Linked DNA regions of Anser cygnoides: region 1 is linked to region 2. Evidence: chromatin contacts called from public Hi-C data. All regions are on one chromosome and are shown on one strand. The core of a region is the stretch at or near the end of the contact, and the rest is flanking DNA. Distances in the headings are between cores, read along the strand shown. Region 1 holds the start of EIF4E2 (eukaryotic translation initiation factor 4E family member 2). Region 2 holds the start of PDE6D (phosphodiesterase 6D).

What was found. Hi-C and Micro-C count contacts between places; a contact is called where the count stands out from the background.
Region 1: a Hi-C map of liver shows a contact between it and region 2, with 2.3 times the contacts expected there. The contact joins the promoter of EIF4E2 here to the promoter of PDE6D in region 2. A contact is called at or near these places in 2 of 7 Hi-C or Micro-C datasets (granulosa cells and liver).

Annotation. Positions count from the first base shown.
Region 1 is chr9:17,336,781-17,341,145 of Taihu_goose_T2T_genome, forward strand. It overlaps EIF4E2 (eukaryotic translation initiation factor 4E family member 2), which reads right to left and starts at 2,032. Exons shown (of 7, transcript XM_067002072.1): 1 at 1,860-2,032; 2 at 1,252-1,366. The coding sequence starts at 1,879. It overlaps LOC106044823 (a long non-coding RNA gene), which reads right to left. Exons shown (of 4, transcript XR_007168356.2): 3 at 3,976-4,049; 4 at 2,343-2,476. It overlaps LOC125184397 (a long non-coding RNA gene), which reads left to right and starts at 3,679. Exons shown (of 3, transcript XR_010833471.1): 1 at 3,679-4,365.
Region 2 is chr9:17,035,662-17,040,208 of Taihu_goose_T2T_genome, forward strand. PDE6D (phosphodiesterase 6D) reads right to left here and starts at 2,391. Exons shown (of 5, transcript XM_067002603.1): 1 at 2,224-2,391. The coding sequence starts at 2,273. It overlaps COPS7B (COP9 signalosome subunit 7B), which reads left to right and starts at 1,552. Exons shown (of 7, transcript XM_048076650.2): 1 at 1,552-1,735. The coding sequence starts at 1,556.

The sequences.
Region 1 (4,365 bases), core at 782-3,281, 300 kb after region 2:
ACTCCTCAAGAGCAGGAATGGAAATAATTATATTCGCAGCATCAGAAGTCCACATGTTCCTGCCCTCACGGATTATAAAACAAACATCTGATCCTTATTTGCACAGGAAAAAATAAATACCATCTCTGTTAGTTGTCTGACATGGACCATTAGGCTAACAGCAGCTGACTATTCCAAAGAATATTAGAAATTTGCAGTGCAGGGGTGGCTAAGGAAATAATAACATGCTCAGGGAAGTGTCACAAAAAAAGCAACCCTCGTGAGAGCTAAAAGGAAAATTTAGTGATGCTGTTTCTAATAGTTAACTGTGATTGTCGCCAAAAAAAAAGACCAACTAAAAATGGCAATACAAGAATTTAACTTTTCTGAATTAAGAAGTCATTCATCTCTGGGAAGAGTAAAACTCATTTATGCTAAGCCATGATTCAAAAGCAATTACAACTCTTTGGTGACAACAACTCCCTTAAGCAACCAACACCCCGCCACTCCGGGAGGATTAGTCTGTCTCAGAACTTGTTATGTCAGCTTTGGCAGAACCCATCACTAGCAGTCAGCCGAGAGGTCTTTTCAATTTCCAAAACATCCATTTCCAATTAAAAAAATCTTCTAATACACATAAAAGAGGCTAACAAGAACTCACTAGCTAAGAGTCAAATCTGACAGGGAAAAAAAGCCTCAAAGCCCTCATCTTGTGTCACTAGAAATTGCTGCAGGAGTGACTAGGGCTTAAGTCTCTATTCTCTTCTGGACTACAGTAAGTTTATAATGATTGTATTACTTCAAACATGACAGTATTAAGTACAAGATTAAGAAAACAACATGTATATCCACCTTCTTAACAAAGCCACACAACACTCACAGAGATCACATCTTGAATTATTTCATCAGTGGCACAAACTCAGCTTGGTAAACCAACTGCAAGCCACCACTCCTCTGTCAACCTGTCCTTCCCACATCCTCTTCCAAAAATTTTTTTTTGGGGGGAAACCAACTTTACTCTCATTTCTATTCAAAAGCTTGGCTGTGCCTAGCTGCAACTGTGAATGGAGCATTCTCCCCTCAGATTACATACCTTCAAAAGCTGCATCGAATTATCCAAATGCTAACGCGGCCCCTCAGCTGTCATTAGCACAGTAACAGCACGTGAAGTGGCCACAGATCTTAAAGACACCTTCTTTATCCCAGAGCTGAGGGCTCTCCAGCACTCCCACCTCACGCCCCACTGAGGGAAGGCAGGTGCCAGCACCTTACCTTCCTCTTGGTAGTACTCTGTGGTTTCTCTCGGTCGTTCTTTTCCTTCTCACTGTCTTTCTGTGTGTTATTCTCCTCGTTCTGGTCATGGTCTCCGCTATCATCATCTTTCAATCTGGCAAGGGGAAAGGAACACAGCAATCAGGCGCCACACCTCGCAGTCCAGAATTTCTACGCCAAAACCCAGCGGCCCGCGCTGCCGAGCTCCCACACGGTCCGAGGTTACAAACCTCCACCTGACAGCCCACGCGGCGAGCACCACACGCGGCATTCCGCACGCCCAGCGCCTGTGGCAGCCACCCCAGGCACACGCGAGGGCCAGAAGGCAGCTCCCTGCCCCCCAGCACCTCACGGGCGCGGCCCCTTCCCCGCTGAGGGCCGGAGAAGCCGAGCGAGAAGCGGGGAGGGCCGCCCCGCCACAACCGGGGGCTGCAGCGGCCGGGCCCGGGCCCGCTCCCCGGGGCCAGGCGGGAGCCCCCCGAGCCGGGCCGGGGCTTTGCGGGCCCGGTGACTCGCGGCCAGGCCCGGAGCGGTCCCGGGCGGCGGAGGGGGGCCGCGGGCAGGGTCCGGTGCCGTCAGGCCCGGGGCAGGCCGCGCCGCCGACTCACGCGTCGAATTTGTTGTTCATCGTCGCTCGCTGCCGCCACCTCCGTCCGCTCCGCCACTTCCGCCCCGCCGGGTCCGCCGCCCAAAGCCTTCCGCCGCTTCCGGCCGCGAGCCCCGAGCCTCCGCCGCCGTCCGCCGCTTCGCTGCCCCCCCCCCCCCCTCCTCGCCCCGGCACCGTGAGCGCGGCGAGCGTCGGAAGCGGAAAAGCGACGCACCCGGCCGCCATCTTGTGTGTGGCGGAGGGTGGCGGGGCGGCCGCCATGTTGGGTGTGGCGCTAGGGCCAGCCCTGTGGGGCGAGGAGGGGGCTCTGCTGCGAGTGTCCAGGAAAGAATTTTATGTGTAGGCTTTATTTTAACTCAAAATGCCCCAACCACGTTACACTGCAGGGTTGGGACAACTGACTCAATGTCATTTTGCCTAGTGCTGAGGCACAAGCAGGGACAGTGACATGTATAAGTACAATCCATGCATTTCTCACCTTGTTCTCCCAGGTACACCACCACATAGAGGAGAGGCCAGCACGAAGTGTTAGTGGTGATGTCTGAGCCTGCCAAAAAGAGATCCATGATCACTTGTGTCATGGTGATCTCTGAACACAGAGCGCGGGTCATCCTTTGCCTGTAGATGTAAGACAGATGATGGGACTTAAGAATCTTTTAATAGCATAGCAAATTTCCAGCAAGAGGGCTTTCTGCATCACAAAGTCCATACTAAGTTGATGAAGTTGGTAAGACAGCAGCCTTGTAGCTCTATTAAAAATAAATAATCTTACTGACTGAGGAAAACAGTGTACAACAAGGCTTGTTTCAATCTAGGGTGGACCAACATTACTGCCTCTGTGGTGACCGCCGAGAAACATCCTCAAGTACTTAGACAAAATATTTTGCTTTTGAGGTTGAATTAAAAGAAATAAACAGGTCAACAGTCTCTCAGAAGAAAAAGGAGGAGGAGGTAGAAGGGCAGCTGGAAATGTCTGAGCTACAAGCATCTTAAATATGTTGCAGCTGCACAGGGGACAAATACTTATTACCCTTAGTTTTCTGAGCTAAGTATGCATCAGTGAGGTCCCATGGCTCTCCAGGCACCCAGCTCTTATGGTGGTTCCTGATCTCTTCCTAAATAAGTGTTTTTAGATCCTGCAAGTGTGTTAGTGCCACCGCTGGTCTCATCTGTTTCCTCCTACACCTTAGGTCAGCACTTGGCTGTAGTTCTCAAAGCCACGACCATGTTAGCTTGTCCCATTTTTTCTGGACAGTCATTGCAGACTTCTTTATTACACCTTTTACTGTAAAGACTTCTTGAGATACCTCGGTAACATGCTCAGCAACTAAGAATTGTGCAGGCTAGGCTAGTACATGAATGGGAAACTCATTAATTTTGTGTGCTGAGTGTATATTTGCGGCCCAGCATTTGGGAAGGACATGGAGCAGTGGTCCTACAGCATTCACCTTGCTGCCAAGAGCAGCTCATCCTGAAAAGAGGCATTAAAAGTAGATGCAGGCATTGTACCAAACTGTTCTCTGAACAGCTCAGTCTGCTAAAAATATTTCAGTGTACACAACAGAAAGTCCCACAGGGACCTCCCATGACATCCCTAAAACAAGTGCATGCCCAGTCAAGGCATTCTTCACTGATTGGAATCCATTTAGCGCAGTCACTGGAGCCTTTCCTGTCCATGGTGTATATACGTTTCTGTAGAGCCCAGCCCCCTAGGACAATGAGTCACATAAAGATGTGTTTACAGAGAGTTTGTGCCTGCCTCCTGCATCTTAGTGGTACTCTTAGACCAGAGCTCAGACCATTTCTATTACGTAGGGCTGTTTTGTGGTCCTTGCCATTGCATGAGAAAGGGACGGGAGACATTTCATCCTGGTCTAAGGAAATAAAAGAGATTGGAATCGTGTTTCACTATTAAAATGTTAGAGAGCTTTCACTGTTATTAATACATAGCATTACTATTTATGACTGTTATTTTTCATGTATCTGCAGTTTATATAGCCAACAAAGCAACTGTGTCATGTTACCCAGAAACATTTCAATGGGATTTTTTCCATTTACGTTGCCCCACCAGAGGTGATTGATAGATACAGCAAAATCATAAACATTGCTTTTATTACCTTTCCATGTTCATTTGTTTTCCAGTCAGACAGTGTTTTCAGAGTACCAGTACTTAGACAAGGAACAGCCTTCACTGTTAAAACAGAAATTATAGTTGTAATTAACACCAGCAGCCATTAGATGGTAATGTTTGCTCACCGTTGATCTGAGCATTGTGCTCGCCAGGTCTCACACGGGGAAGCAGTTGAGGCAAACTTTTCGAATTTTACACTGCCACTGATGCGGGGCATCTCATTCGAGATGTGTTGGGAATCGTGAGTGGCCTGCGAACCACGAGTGGCAGCCATCTGATCCTACCGATGGCTGCTGGAGTTTGGGGTCTCGGTAGTTCCACACATCAAGGGGCTGGCTCCCATAAATCAGAGACCGGTTTTGAACTCTTCAACCCT
Region 2 (4,547 bases), core at 1,141-3,640:
ATATACCCATACCCTAGGCGCAACTCTGCTGCTTTCTGGTGCTAAAAGCGAGTTCACTTTGAGGTGCCAAGTTTGCAGGGTGTGCTTAGGTTGGAGCTGAGCTCCAGGGAGGGGAGGAGAAAATTTTCAAGTACTCCAAGCATAAATGTAACAGCTTCTCAGACCATGTTTCTCTTCCCTTTTTATCAAGCAAATTAAATCAGCACACACAGCAGTAGAGCGGGTAGAAGATAAAGCATCTCTTTAAAATGCAATGCTCTAGAATATGCACTCTTCTTAGAAAAGGAAGTGGAACACTTTGCTGATGGCTGCCTTATGGAAAACGTGGCCACATCTGGGTATGAATGGCTTCCTGTGGGGATGGTGCAGTGTCTCAAGGCTTTCTCTCATAAACGAGAAACGTTCGGCCGCTTTTCTGATCAACGAATGGCATATATTGATGATCAATTACTCTAACTTATTAAATTCCATTTATAAAATGTGTAAAGAAACTTTCTTGTTTCACAGACTTCGTGCTGCACAGTGCTTGTGGCAGTGACCTGAGCTATCAAAGTACCCTTGCATGTTTTTGGAGAAGTACAGTCAAGGCTTTTGTAGCCTAAAATGTCTTATCAAAGGTAAAATTGGCATTGGTGTTTTGCTGGGACAAACAAAGGAAGACTAAACTTGTCATTCAGGAGAGCATTTCTGCTAAAGCTCCTTGCCTGTGCTACAGCTGCTTGAGACAACAGAAGTTTACCTTAGGCTTGTACAACCATCTTCCTCTTAAAGGTCAAAGAGTATTTTCTACTTAAGGCAACAAACAAAATGAATTATTTCATCCAAACTTGGACAAAAGCCTTCACCTAAATTGTGCTATCCAGCAAACACAATAGACAAATGCAAGTAAAAAACACTTAAAAGTTTGTTCCCTGGAGTTAACTTTACAAACACTTCTCATTTCTACCAGAAGCTTAGTCTGGGCTTGTCAGAAGCTTATGCTTTTTCTAATTGCCTGCACAAAAGGCTCTTAAATAACGTTTTGACAGCTGAAATATTACATCTTCATAAATAAAGAGAGCTGTCAATATTGCTAGCGCAGAAGCAAAGAAACCAGATGCAGTACTAAAAGCTGGGGGAGGGGACAGTGATTCATAAGTTAAGAAAAGCATCTGCTTATAGTTTGGTAGTAGCTGTCCTGCTAAATCCAGCCTAGAAATTCAGATTGTGCTACAGCTGGCATAGAGATTATGAACGTTTCATTGGCCAGAAATCTGTTCAGGAATAACAGCATCAGATCAAGAGGGTATTCAGTTCACTTCTGTCCTTTCCACTAAAAAAAAAAAAGTTTCCCTGTGCTTAAAGGTCATTCTTGCACCTGTCTTTCAAGCCTAGAAGAATCTGCTGTAGTAGTTCTATGCAGCACATTTCTCCCATCCTCAGGTTGCACGTGGGCCTTTACATTGAGCCTTTCTCTACTTTTACCCGGGCTTGGAAAGGTGCACGCGGGCTCTCATTTCTCTTCTGAGCTCAGCTCTATCTCCTTTGATCGCCCTTAACCCCGCGTTCAGCTAACATGCAAAACAAACCCTTTTGCAAGCCCCGATGCAAAAAGTTTTCAAATAACCTGCAGGGAAAGGCATCTGACGGCACGTCAGCGGCATCGCTACGCGTACAGCCAACCGTGGCCAGGGCAGCATGCGCCGGTACCTCACCGCACGACTGGGAAGGAGCCGCTTCGGGACGAGCAGACCAGGTACGGCCCTTCCGAGGAGAGGGTCCCCGAGGAGAGGACCCCGAGCAGCAGGCCCAGGGGAAGGGCTGGGCTCCTCCTGCAGCCGACCAGCCGCCCCCAGCTGAAGCAGGGACCCCGGTGAGCAGCCCCTCAGCTCCTGCAGGGGCACCCCGGGAGCAGCGGGGGTGGCCTTCGGCCTTTCCGCCTGTGTACCCCCACCCTGGCGGGGACCCCCCTCCCCCCTCCATCCCCCCCAAGTCCCCTCCCGGCTCCCACCCACCAAGCCCGGGCCCTGAGGCCACCCCCACTACCACGGGCAGCTGCTTCCATGGGGAGGGGACCCCGCTGGCACCCCCCGGTGTGTGTGTGGGGGGGGGACCCCATCGGGCACAATCCCCCCCCCGGGAGGGGGGGGCCGTTTCCATGACAACCCCTCCCCCCTTCCCCTCACGCCGCCCCCCCCCCCCCTTCCCCGTTCCCCCCCCCGCCCCCCTCAGCCGGGCGGATACAGCTTGAAGCCCCGCAGGATCTCCTTGGCCCGCTCGTCCGTGGCCGACATGGTCCCGCCGCGGGCGGAGGGGGCTGCGCGGGCCGGGGCCGGGCCGGGCCTGGCCGGGCGGGCAGGAGGCGGCGGCGGCGGCGGTGACAGCGGCGCCTCAGGGCCCCCCGCCCCTCCTCCCCCCTCCCTCCCTCCGCTCCCTCGCACCCGCCACCGCCCGCCGCAACCAACCCCGGCCGCCTCCCTCCGCCCCGCCTCCCGCCCGGCCCAGCCGGCCAATCACTCGCCGCCGCCTCCTTTGCTGACAGGTGGGTTGGCCAATCAGAGCGCGCCCTCGCGTCTTCCCCCCCCCTCTTTCTCTTCCCCCCCTCCCCTCTGTCGTTCAAGGGCGGCTGCGCAGCGGGCGTTGAGGAGCTCGGCGCGGCCGGGCCCGGCGGCGGGGCGGGGACGGGAGGCGACGTGGGACAAACTTGGCCGGGCGCGGGGCGTTAGCGCGGCCCCGGGGCCGGGCTCCTCGTTGGGAAGGAGGCGGCGGGGTGTGAGGGGGCACCGGGCGGCTGGGGCTTGGGTGCCCCAACCTCGCTCCCGAGACGGCGGGGCTGGGCAGCGAGGGGCTCCGTCAGCCCCTGAGGGCACAGGGCGGCAGCCCCACAGGGCACAGTTGGGGTCTTTTTGTGTTTTGGGGTCAAATCCCAGTTTCCATCAGTCTGTGTGGGGAGGTACGGGCTGGGCAGTCGGCGTTGCTCCGGTTTGAGCTCCTGGAAGAACTGACAGAGGAAGCTTGGAGATCTTGGGACAGCTCCCGGCCCGTGGAACGGCGCTACCTGGGACACCGTAACGCAGAGGGTGACAGAAGCCCCGAGTTCTCGCCTCTCAAAATCCTCAGCCTATATTAACGCAAATAGCACGTCAGCTTTCCGATCCACTTGTGAGAAAGCTACGCAGCAAGTCTCGCTATCCCTCTGCATGACTTTGTTCTGAAAACCTCACCTTTGCTTTTCCATCCCAAGCACACGGAGCTGGCAGGTGTCGCAGTTCCCAAGCTGTCATTGCAGATGAGAGGATGCTGCCAGCCTGCCGTCTGCCTCCCCAGAGCACTGGAACGGCCGTCCTCCCAAGGTGCTGATAAAAGAGCTGGTGTTTCTCCAGCATAACTGAGAGATGGGTTTGTAAGCTGGGGCCTTCTCCCACCCCACACTCAACGGAAGGGGTTGTACAGCTGCGCGTCGGCCACCATTCAGATACACATCGCCCCCAGCCTGGCCAAGGCAAGAGATGAGAGTCCAGCTAGCAGCTTGCTCCCCAGATCCTGGGAAAAGTGGAGAGCTTGACAGCTTCTTCAGCAAGTCTTCAGTCTCCCATCACCCCTTCCTCTGCAGATGTGTGCTGGCAGTTGAGGTGCTGGAAACCTGGCAGGAGAGAATAAATGGGTGAAGTATGGTGAAAGCACACGTGGATGGGGAGTGAAAACGCATCCAAGGCTGCGTTAGCATTTATGTATCCCAGCTTACCCCACTTGGTCACATGTAGATGTTCCTGCTCTAACATGGCTGTGGTGCCAGCAGTTGATATTTTGCTTTAAGTTGGTTGGGAAGTAAAATTAGTGGGCATTTTAGGAATCAGATCCTAATCCTGGCAGATAAATCTAGCCTACTGCATGATTTCTTAATATAACGAGTGTTATGTGGGCTATTGGTAAGCTCCTATGTTATCCTAAGGTACCTCTTTTTTGATTTAAACCACCTTTTATTTATGAAAGGTGAGGGAAAGGTTAAGAAACACAAAAGTACCTGCTTTCACTATCAGCCCTCACCTTGGTGACACTGGGTGTGAACTTTCTTGCCGGTGACACATCAAAACTGGGATTTCAGGGGAGAAGAGCCAGCTCCAGAATCGTGCCCTGGGGCGCAGGGAGGTGCACACCGAGGAGGGGCAAAGCTGGCGCCGCCTGCCTGGCAGCAGGGTGCAGACGGGGGCAGGATGAGCAGCTGGAGGTCGGGCGCTCAAAAGCCTGAAGAACCAGATGCCGAGCTCAGTGTGACTGAGCTGTGGGACAGAGGGCTGTCACTGCGCTGTAATCCCAGCCTTCCCCGTCTCTGTCCCTTACAGGTGACTTTACAGGCTCGTGCATTTTTCCTGACTGAGAGAAATGATGTTCTCAAAGTCTCTCTGGGGCTCCGTGACCCCACTGCTTGGAGACATTACTCTGGATTTATGGTTTCTTTTCTCAGGCAACACAAGGAAACAAGGTGAAATTATCTGCTGCCTAAAAGGGACCTAGATTATAGAATCACAAGGGGAAGAGACGGGGCGAGTGAAGAGATAATGCTAACA